Regions from separate parts of the Mus musculus genome. Here region 2 is linked to region 1. A link is a contact called in public Hi-C data. All regions are on one chromosome and are shown on one strand. The core of a region is the stretch at or near the end of the contact, and the rest is flanking DNA. Distances in the headings are between cores, read along the strand shown. Region 1 overlaps Lpp (LIM domain containing preferred translocation partner in lipoma). Region 2 has its middle 19 kb from the start of A230028O05Rik.

Region 1 (5,734 bases), core at 581-3,080:
GTAAGGTCCTGAATTCAAATCCCAGCAACCACATGGTGGCTCACAACCATCCACAACAAAAATCTGATGCCCTCTTCTGGAGTGTCTGAAGACAGCTACAGTGTACACACATATAATAATTAATTTAAAAATTTTTTTTAAAAGATACATTGACTGTATAATAAAGAAATTTATTTTCCCGATATCCATAAAATATTTAGAAAAACATTTATCAAATCAAAATCTAAAAGGAAAATACATATGGTACACCAGTTTAGTCCTACATCTTGGGAGGCTGAAGTAGGTATGTTGCAAGTTCATGGCCACTCTTGATTACATAGGGAAACCCTGTCCAAAAGGAAAAAGCAAACAAATTCTGAAAGGGAACTGTAGCTGAATCCAGCAGTTGACTAGCCAAGATAACAGCCGAGAAATGAAAAGTTAAGTAAACAAACACCCTGCTTGTGCAGACTGCTTCAACTACGGAAGGAAGATGATAATGCCTGCCAGACAGAGGACGTGGATGGAGGTCTAAGTCACAGAAGCCACTGTAAGGAGAGTACAGAAAATACCTTGATGCTCATAGGAGATGCTGCCTAAAGAAGGGGTGGGATGCAGGCCATTCATGACAAGTTGTTGGTAACTGAAAAAAAATTCTAGGATATTCTATAACAGTGAATTCAAGGCCAGCTGAGGTTAGAAAAGACCCTGTCTCATGGGGAAGGGTCGGAGGTGGGTGGGAATTAATGAATGCGGTACAAATAAATCTAGACAAATGTTACAAACTGTGGGGGTGAAAAAAGTGTGGGCATAACTATAGACCATTTCCTTTCTCTCCACTGAACCTAGGCTCCTTTGCTCTGAGTAAAATGCTTTAATCCTAGTACACTTTTTCTCAATGTAGCCTTGCTAACATGCACAAAACCTTAATTTCAAAACCCATGCTTCATAAACCAGGTATGCTAGCACATACCTGTAACTACAGCCAGGGAGGTGAAGACAGGGTGATTAGGAGTTCAATGCCAGCCAGGGGTGCAGTAGACCTTCCCTCAAAAAAAAAAAAAAATCACATGTTTCATAGGAAAGATGCTTTTTCTGTAAATCTAAAATATGCAAGGGGGGGGGGGGACCCTCAACCTCACCAATGTAGATGAAAGTCAGAAGTGCTACCTGAGAAAAGGCGAGGAAATGTCACTAACAGGGTTTCTCCTATCTTCAAAGAACAAATGATGCCTGCAGTGTCTCCACCCTCAGCCTTCTGAGACCCTAACTTAGCCTGCCTCAGGGAGGGAGTGCTAATCTAACTGCACATGTGGAGAAAGCCTAAAAGAAATGTTGAGTTCAGTGCTGCGTGATAAATTGGAGTGGTAAAGTGAATGCCACATAGTAAAATATTCTCAATTATTTGATGAGTGCAATATTTGAACAATATTAGCAGCCTTTAAAATACTTGGTTTAAACTCATATAGCACATTGGGGCAGGGAGAGAATATGAGTGTAATTCTCTCCATGGATACGTTTCACTGAAATGATACTTCATAAATTTGTTACAAATTTTTTAGGATTTAATTATTCTAAAGAGTGTGTGCGTGCTTGCATGCATGCATACATGTGTGTGTGTGTGTGTGCATGTGTGTGTACGTGTGCATGTGCGTGATGGGTGTACCATGCTGGTAGATGTCAGAAAAGGGCATCAAATCCCCTAGAACTGGACTTACAGGTGTTTGTGAGCCTATGTTTTAGGAACCAAACCCAAGTTCTCTGCAAGAGCAGCAAATACTCCTAACAGCTGAGCCACGTCTCCAGCCTATCATGCCTTTTTTTAAAAACAAGCAACCACCCCAGCACAAAGCCAGCTCTAAATAAAATGAGGAAACTAGTTTAGTTGAATAAGGCCAGCCTTCCTACCCTTGAATCTAGGAATGTGCACGATCATCTCTTATATTTGTATTTTTCTAAACATGCTTTTTAACTTTTGAAGTAGGACTATGAAAACAAAAAGAAAAGAAAAGGCTAAATGCATATATGTTTGCACAATTATGTAGGTTTTATTTTTTTGACACAGACATAACAAATAATATAAAGGTCCACATACTTGTTACCCGGTTTAACAAAAAACTATTAGAAATGCACTGGATTCTTTGTTCTCATCACAGTCCCCAAACTTCCTTCTGTCATACCCATGGGGTTCTAATGCACATCTTTGCAGTGTGCACTGTTGTTTACATGCAGGGTTTCATAGCTGTAAATATAGAACATATAAACATTTATAGACAATGGTAGACTATAAAACATGATTAAATCTAAAGTGGTAGGACAAAGCCTAAAAAGCTGACAAGATAAAAGTTACAAGGTTAGATTTAAAGAATACATGAGAGATAGCCCTTCCATAAAAGCCGTAAGAAAAACTGAGCAACTAGGCAACACTGGAAATTGTGTCTGTGTAACGGAATTTAGGGTGCTTTGGAGCCCGCCTGACACTTGTATGCCACTCTTAGAGCCACTCATTCATAATCAGCAGTATGTCCAATCTATGGCTACCTTTTCTAATGATATAGCTCTGTCCTCCTGTGGACACTGGGCAGTACTTTACTGACAGAGAAGCTGAAGCACATACCTCCTAGTTGACTGACCAGAGCAACAGGAAGTCCTTATTGATAACATTTATAACATTTCCCCCTAACTCTTATCCCAAAGTATACCAATTTCTATTGTATTTGAATAAGAACATTTAAGGCCCAGAAGGAACTAAAATTAAAGAAGTACTTTAATTCAGTGCTGTTGTTTTATGGCTGGAAAAGCTAACAGCCAGAGAAAGTTTGTTGATTTGCCTGAATTCACATGTTTGGCAATGGTAGAAGCATGAATAGAAACCAAGAGCCTTGGTGGTACCTTCAGAGACCCTCCCTCTTTAGGAGAGTTTTGAAATAACTAAGCCTATGTGTCTACAGAGACAGAGTGATCCCTGGGGAAAGCTGGACTCTGCCCACTTCAGTAGGACCGTGAACCAGGACAGCATTTGCTTCAGCTCTGACCAGAATGAAGGGTCTCGTATTTCCAGGTTCAGTGCCTCTGAAATGTTATGCTAGAACCTTCTTCCTGCCCCAGTTTGTTTATTTTTAAATGAAGCATGAACTCACCAGCCAGTGTTTGACAGAGTTTGGATGAATGTCAGCATCAGGCCACTGCAATAATGGTTTAAGATTTATATTTAAATATAATCCCATTACTTATACACTTCATTAGGCTGAGTGAATTGCTGGCTGTGGTTCAGCAAAGTTCCTACTTTAAAGATAAAGGATGGAAAGAGAATAGGAAAGGAGCCTCTTTATTCCTTGTTTTCTTTCTTATTCATCTTGCAGCTCTTAATGGACAGAAGGACAATAGTTAGCCATCTACAGCGTAACGTCTGCACTGCCGAAGCCCTCTGAACTGCTCTGCACCACCAGAACAAATTGTCCATAGCTTTAAATTTCCTATAAGTAGAAAAAGAAAGGAGTGGACTTGGAGGGGGGAGGGGGGACTAAGCTATAAAATTCTACCTTGAAACTCTGTCTGAAATGAGCTCCTGGGTCCTCAGTAATATAACCTTTCACTTGGGGTTGGAAAATACAAAAGGAAATGAGTGTAAAGATGGAGAAAATCAAATTACAACCAGCCACCATTCAGCATCTACTCTGTTTCTTTAGCTTCCGTTTCTGAACATATAGAATGACAGTTTCTCCTTACCTCTCGTGATCACACAGTGAAAAAACATTCCGAGAGGGGGGCTGAGCTAGAGTCAGTAAGGTGTGCGTTTGATTGTTTGTATGTGTATGTGTGTGCTTGAATTTTCTTTTTAACTGGGTAATTGCACTAGGCCAGAGTCCAAGGCCCATGAGCAAAGCCTTCAAAAGAGGTCTTCCTTGACTTGTGTCTCTAGCTCACATTGCCTTCCAGCCTCTGGCACACTCCTGGACCCCGATGGTCTCAGAGCTCAGGGAATATGAGGCCTTGAGGTCCTCAAAGCTTGATTTTTACAGCATGAGTCAAAGGTCATCTGCTTTCAATCACTGGCTGTGTTCATTAAACAAATACGTTCTAGACCCTCCCAAGTCCCTGTACAGGAGGACAAGAGCATAGCACATTCTGTAAGCCGAGGGTCAAGGAAGGCCTGTAGTTTGTATGTATACAAAGATCTGAGATCCATGCCCTAGTCTTTGACCTCACATGAAAAATGACTCCAGGTTTCTTCTCCTTCCCTCTCTTCCACGAGACTTGTTTCCAGTAGCCTCCTGTGAACATTGACCTCAGAAGCTTCTCTCTCTGCCCTGGTCTAGGCTGCTGGCTCCCTTGTGTCTCTTCCCATCTCTCTCCCTCAAACATCTGAATTAAGCAGCCTTCAGAAACTTTCTTGGACAAGACTTTTAGCATTTTGTTGTTTTTCCTGAGGTTTTGCTTTTATTTTTTTTGAGAGAAAAAAAAATGCTAACATGAAGTTAGCTGGGTAGTTAGCTAGGAAGGGGCTGGGAGGAATTATGAGAGGGGATCAGAATAGCTGAAAACAGATTTTAAAAATTAGGTAAAATTAAAAAATAACTATGGGAAGTTTTTCAACTATATGTGGGTTTTCTTGAACGTTCAATGTCCTTTTTACCAACAACTGCATAGGGCTGAACCTTACTATAAGTGATATAAAATTTGTGGCTTCTTGGCATATTCCTTAATGATGTAAATCCTAATAGAATATATAAAGGCAGAGAGGTCACATGTGACTCACCCCTGTTGGGTTTTATGGTTTTTTTTTTCAATGTTTATCACAGCAGGTGATCCTATCATTGCTTTGAGAGATGAAGGTTGGAAGGGGACAAGCTTCATGCCAATGTCTCCTCACAGGGTTTGGCTTATATCCTGTTTGTTTGCCCTCTGTGCACTTGAACTTGAGACTCTCTGAAATGGAAGGGAACAGGAAAACTTGGCAACAGGAGCCTATGTGCAGTCATTGCTGGATATAAACATGAACAATTGAGAGAGAAGGCGTGAGAGTGAAGCAGGCTGTCTAGTTTCCAGCCCAAAAACTATCACATGAGCTGTGGTGTTCAAGGTCAAGTGCACAGATTTTCCCCACACAGCAAAATTACCAGGAGTTTGATCAGAAGTTCTCTTATGTGCTGAATGTGACAGGCCACTTCCCTCCCATAACCCGGTTCACAAAACCAATAAAAAAAGTTCATAGCTAGTTAACTTCCAGGACCCCTTTAGCACACTTCCCTGCAGAGGAAGGCGTGTCAGCCCCAAATGATGCCATCATTCCTGTAGAGCAGGTTCCTTTTTCCTTATCTTACAGAGATGTAATATATGGGGATGTAATATATGGGGATGTAATATATGGGGAGTAACAGTGCCTAACACGGGAAAATCTGCCTGAAACGTCTCCATTGCATGACTGAACCAACTACTCTAAAGCAATCTGGATGTATTGAATGCATATATTTTGTGATATTTTGCATTGGACCAAGTATTTTTATATAAATAGTAAACACCTTCCTTAACAGTTATTACATGTTCTGAGTCCCTTAATGCTCTCAGGGGTGGCTGAAGTAATTCAGAAGAATACAGTTGATGGTATGGGTCAGTTGAAATGAAATTGAATCTTCTAAGATATATTCCTCTTGAAAGTAAATATTTATATTCTTCCAATTTAGCCAAATGACCTAAAAAGTTTTCTGTTGTAAAGCATAACATATGCAAGTAGTTCTCCAGCAAATAGAGAATA
Region 2 (5,689 bases), core at 3,165-5,664, 140 kb after region 1:
TCGCGTCCTTGCCACAGTTCCTATTTTAGTCTCTTGTATAGTCCACCTTCCCCTTAGGCCATTGTAAATACGTGTGTATGGGTGTAACTCTGCTATAGTATCTATTCTAGTTTCTCCTTTGGTCTGAAACTTCCTTCTTTTTAAGTGATGGTAAATTCCTATGTAAGGGAGTGACTTAGCTTTTACAATCTTGCTGAATTCTAAACCCTTGATCTTGGTCAAGGATGCCCTTGGACTGTTGCAACACTGGTGGAAGGCTTAAGCCATGTCAGAATTCAATTTTAAAAAGCACTTATAATAGGAAAATATTGAAAGAGAGCACGTGGATCTATACACTAGACTAACGCGGGAATGGAACGCGGGAATGAAAAAATTACTGTATGGGTAGGGAACGCTAGACTCCAGGAGGAGAGCTTCCTTGAAACTCTTTTGCCTCATGAGTGACTTTTAAGCCTTTTGGCTTGTCCAGTTGACTCGACCGGAGAGCGTAGCAGTCCTGGTTGTCCTGTAGACAAGGTTGGCCTCGAACTCAGAGCTCTGCCTCCCTCTGCCTCCCAAGTGCTGGGATTAAAGGTGTGTACACCACCACCGCCCAGCTCTGTGCTTTTGACTTGGATGGTCTAAACAAACAGACCTTCTCAGACTCTAAGGAAGTAGATTCTGACTTTCAGAAGGACAACGACTTCCTTCTTTTGTTGTTAGTTCCTCAAAGTACTTTTGCTCCGACTTAATTACAAGTCCCAGGTGGACCTCCTTAATGGCTTCCATCTCCCTTGTTGATGAAGTACAATCAACAGAGATCCAGGGTTATTTGTAAATGCTGCAGCTTAGCAACAGGGGTTCTCTGTTATTCATGATTAGAAAATAGTTCAAAAGCTGGCCTGAACCTGTAGTTCTTTTTCCGGAATGAACAGGTACAGCAGCACTCACTGGCCAATTAATCTTGGGATAGGCAATGGGTATGGAGATGTGGATCTCAGCTCCATTGCATACTGCCGGAGGGACAGTTTCTCTTTTCTCTGTAAAATGGGCATATACAGATTTCTTTGCAGGGAATGTCATATTTATATACTAGTAACTAGAAAGTGCTATATACCAAGATTAGGTCATATTGAAAGATTCTACTGGAGGATTTTAGGGCTTGAAACAAGAAGGGTTATCTATTCACTTTTTGATATTGGCTGCCCCTACCAATGGCAGAGACAGGGATGGGTGGCAGCAGGAATTGTGGGAACAGTTGGGGCAAGTTATGCATTTGAAGTTAAAAGAGCTTACTCTAGTCAGACTGTCACTCAGTATTCCATGTATATATATATATATGGTATATATATATGGCATATATATATAGTATACAGTATTATATAATATTTAAATATGTTACTCAGTATTATAGCCACCCAAACACTCCCCTTTCCAGGCCTTTCCCAGCCTCTATTTGATGAGTTGATAAAGCCTCTGCTGCTAAAAGCAAGACTAACCAAATAAGTTTTAAAGCATGCCAGAACCATTAGAGTAGATGACTTTTAACATCCCCTCTGTTAAATGATAAAATAAGTTTCATTTAAAATGCTGAAGAAATTAACAGTTGCTAAGGAAAATGACATGTGAAGGTCAAGCCCTTGTCACTGAGTGGGGAAGGGATAGTGATAGTAGGAAACTAAGTTGGTCAACTCATGATCTAGAAGGGCCGTAGCAAGTGTCACACCCAGTGTGTTGAAGGACAGATGGAAACCTGGCTGTGAGCTCTGCATCTAACCTATGGCAAGACTGGGCCTTAATTTCCTCCTCACCAAACTGAAGGATGTCTGTACTTGATGTTTTTTGAAGCAGTTTCCACTTCAAAGCCGAGGAAGCTAACTTTGAGTGTAACTCCTAACAAGCCCTGGGCAAGAGGAATCAGGCCGGCCTCCCTGTGCGCTGAGAAGCGCCTGGTTGAAGCAGATGGAGTGTGTCTATCATGGCGGCTGCATAACCAGTCTGGTCACTTCAGATGTCTCTCCAATTAACACTCATGGAGGCGGCCAACTGCTCAAGCAGCAGAATGTGATGGTGGAGAAGACGGTGGGAATGCCTGGGCCCGATGCCACACCTATTATCTAAGCCTCCTGCCTGAGATGGGGGAGGAGTGGGAGGGGCCAGCCAGACTTCACAGAATGTGGGAGGTGGGAGGAGGGGCGGGCAAAAATGGGAGGTGAGATGCCTGCTCAGATTTCTTTAGCTGCGGAGTCCTAGAAAGTTAGAGATGGGAGCGCTCATTCAGTAACAGCCCTTACTACACACTTTTCATTTCCTCTTCTTCATTGCCATTATGCACAGGGTGCTGTCACCTCTTGCTCCTTGCTCCCTGAAGGATCTCCCTGCCTTCTCTTTTATTTTATCTTCCTTCTCAAAATCAGGTCGTACAAGACAGCCAGAATAAGATTTCTAAAATACGAACGTGGTCCCTTGGAGTAGTTCCTCCTCATTGTTTTTGAGAGGAAAAAATGTAAGCCCTAAAGCCCAACATGTTTCAACCTAAGAGTCGTGATCCTTTTGGAGGTCGAATGGTACCTAAATAGGGGTAGCCTAAGACCATAAGAAAATACACATATTTACATTACGATTCATAACAGTAGTACAATTACAGTTATGAAGTAGCAACAAAAATAACTTCATGATTGGGGATCACCACCCATAAGGGAGGACTGTATTAAAGAGTCACAGGATTAGGACGGTTGAGAATCGATAGTCTAGACGAACATACATGTTCCTAGGGAACACCACTTTGTGCCCCTTCTCTCAGCCCACATTTTGTAGTCATTGGGGGGACTCTTTCTGAAAATTCCCCAATTCCCTGCCTTCCATATTTCTTCTTCTGTGTTCCTTTTCTTCCTTGTCCAAGAAGTTCATGGCTTTTAAATCCTAATTTAGGTAAAAGCTCTCTTAGGAGCCCCTCTAGACCTGCACTTACCGGCCTCTGCTCCAAGACCTGCGGTGTAACCGCTACCAGAGCTTTCACCTTCTGAGTTGGTCCTTACAAGCCTCACCTTCGACACACTGGGATTTCGGGGGATGAGGGATTGTTCTGCTGCCGGAAGCAAGACTGATTTCGACAACAGATGTTTTAGCGATCTCCGGAATCATTTTCCGCCGAGGTATTCCACATTGCCTTCAGCTGAGACTTGGTCAAGGAAAGCTATGCATACAAACTACCTGAATGGAGGAGCCTTGTCTTTAAGCAGGCCTAGAAGGAGGAAGCGACTCGCTGGTGACCACAGAGAGGGAAGACCAGGGACTTGCACCCTTGACTCCCACACCAGCACCCCACACAGGTTTAGTAGTTTCAGCCAACTCTTTCCTGTCAGAAAGACGCACTCTATCGACAGGGGAATTGTGCAAGGGCAAAAGAAATCAGTTTCTCTGGTGTGCCAACTTCCCAAGCTTGTGAAATTCCTGGATTTGTGGATTGGGGAACTGAGAGACATGCCATGTGGAGTCGGCAATGGGCAAGTAGGCCTATCTGAGATGTACTGAGACTGGCAGCAGAAGGGCTTATTTAGGGAACAAAAATAAAATTATATATGATACTCTACCTCAGGTGGGTATGTTAGCTATGTGGGGTTTTTTGTATTATTATTGTTGTGTTTTAATTTTTTTTTTTTTTTTTTTTTTTTTTTTGGCCAGACGGTGGCCAACAGACTTCCAGAATATTCCTTGTTCAAGCACGTAGGAAATCCCTGCCTGTGTTGGTCTTGGGGAGGGAAGTTTGGCTATGAGCAATTTTTCCTGAAAAATCAAAACAGCTCTTCCAAGTGGGCCCTGCTTCCAGGGGCAGTGTGAAGCTGGGCATGCTTCCCTGTGCCTGAGTGTGAGCATGAAGGTATCCGGAGGAGGGAAGGGTGTCTGAAGGTCAGGCTGCTGGGAATCCAAACCTCCAAGCCTGATTTACAGCCCTGGGCCTCAGGTCTCCTCCCACTCAGCCCACAAAATCCCCCAATTTTCTTCTCTGTGAGCCAGCACTCTTCAGAGCTGGGAAATGAGATCTAAGCAGTGGCTTTTTTCTGGGCTTACGTACGCTATGGATTCTTCCCTGAGATGGTGGCAGAGAGGAAGGGAAGTGGTTCTTGAAAGTGTGGGCAGAACACTGGGGTGAGTCAGAAAACAGCAGCCAGCCTGCAACAGGCTGGAGACCATCCAGCCTCACGCTCTCCTTGGCTCCCTTTCTTTTTGATTTCCTCTCTTATTGTGACTTTCAAATAAAATCTTATAGGGAAACCCAACATACTAAACTTAACAACAGAACTGCTCCAAGCTACAGAGGATCAAGGATCAAGTTCTGCTTCTTTGTTCTTTCCCCGAGCATCTGCCAGGATGGAGCCTGTGTGTTCCCTGCCTGGATCTCTTGGCTTCATGGAACACAGCTGCATAGCTCTGCTGTGATCCAACACCAACATGTAAGACATGGGATGATTGATGCTCAGGAAGGTGGTGAGTCTCACTTAAAGTCACACAGGGAACTAGGGGGCCAGTTGGTGCACCTAGAGACCCCTGGCTTTCCTCTTCCTCCTCCTCTTCCTCCTCCCCTCCCTCCTCCTCTTCCTCCTTCTCCTTCTTCCTCTCTTTTTCTTCTTCCTCCTCCTCTCCCTCCTCTTCCTCTTCTTCTTCTAGTCGTCTGTATGGGATGCCATGTGGGCTCTGTAAAGACCTTAGGTTAAGCAATGAGTAAACCTCATTTTCAGTAAGGAAAAAGTCAGTGCTTCGAATTTCTAGGTTTATAGCTCCAAGAAATCAGCTCCTTCAGTCTGGCTGTTAGCCCAACTTCCATACCCCCAGGGAGTGGTTCTTCTCTTCAAACTTGGAGCCAGCAGTCCCCTTTCACTTCCTTGCACATATCATTTCTCCTGGGCTGGGCTTCTGCCTCCTTGTTGCTATAAAGTGAAACGAGAATGCATTTCTTTTTCTTTACCCTAGCAGGACTCGACCTGCCTCTGAGCCTGGCTCAGGTATGAAGATGTGCACCTACTCCTAGCTTTGTAAGCCAAGCTCTGCCTGAATCCCTATCCACTTGTTCCCAACTATGCTGACCACAAACGCTCTGCTTAGCACCCAGGACTTCACTAGCATGTTTCTCACACAGACTACCATCTCCATCTTTTGGCTACCCTTAACATTCCCCTGACAAGCCTTTCATGTCTACAAGTGTTTGAAGCAGTAGTGTGGAGATGGGAGGGGCTGGCTGCACTTGGCTGTTTCAGGCTCTCCAGTCTTTGTATTACAGCTATTCTAAGCCAATCCCACAGCCCTACGGAGCTGTGGTTTCCAACTGTGAGCTCCTAAACTCTGTGTCAGAAGAGCATCGCAGCGAAGATGTTCATCCAGTTCAGCAGAGGTCAGATGAGACTCTCAGGTTTGTTCTCATAGACTATAGCTGTCTAGTCAAGCCCAGTCATGCCACTGAGCTGAATCTTTTCCCTTTCCCTAAATGTTACAAGATCCATGGATTTTCTTTTCCCCCTCCCTCACCAAACCACTACTTACCCAGAATGCTCCAGGGCATCTCAAACTCTGAGACTTAAAAATCTATGCCTGATCGCTTTCTCTCCCTTTGTCTCTCTGTCTCTCTCTCTGTCTCTCTGTCTCTGTCTCTATTTTCCTGTCCCAAGACTATGGCTGTCACCCTGCTGACAGACAAATACAGTTCTAGAAAACT

The links. Hi-C and Micro-C count contacts between places; a contact is called where the count stands out from the background.
Region 2: a Hi-C map of bone marrow-derived macrophages shows a contact between it and region 1, with 31 read pairs. The contact joins two enhancer-like sites. A contact is called at or near these places in 1 of 39 promoter capture datasets (the C10 cell line), 1 of 15 datasets of contacts at CTCF or cohesin (the NIH/3T3 cell line), 14 of 484 Hi-C or Micro-C datasets (CD8 T cells, LSK cells, bone marrow-derived DN2 thymocytes and 11 more) and 10 of 115 datasets of contacts at active chromatin or transcription factors (T-cell acute lymphoblastic leukemia, acute myeloid leukemia, bone marrow-derived macrophages and 6 more).

The regions. Positions count from the first base shown.
Region 1 is chr16:24,897,416-24,903,149 of GRCm38.p6, forward strand. All of the region lies in intron 10 of Lpp (LIM domain containing preferred translocation partner in lipoma), which reads left to right. Among named protein-coding and RNA genes, the nearest start is that of Gm22672, 16 kb to the left of the region's middle. Within about 2 kb of position 1,831, at least 4 of the 459 cell types and tissues checked have an H3K27ac peak or open chromatin away from gene starts, as enhancers often do. A contact at or near this core is called in bone marrow-derived macrophages, where this site is marked.
Region 2 is chr16:25,038,052-25,043,740 of GRCm38.p6, forward strand. No RefSeq gene overlaps it. Among named protein-coding and RNA genes, the nearest start is that of A230028O05Rik, 19 kb to the right of the region's middle. Within about 2 kb of position 4,415, at least 137 of the 459 cell types and tissues checked have an H3K27ac peak or open chromatin away from gene starts, as enhancers often do. A contact at or near this core is called in bone marrow-derived macrophages, where this site is marked.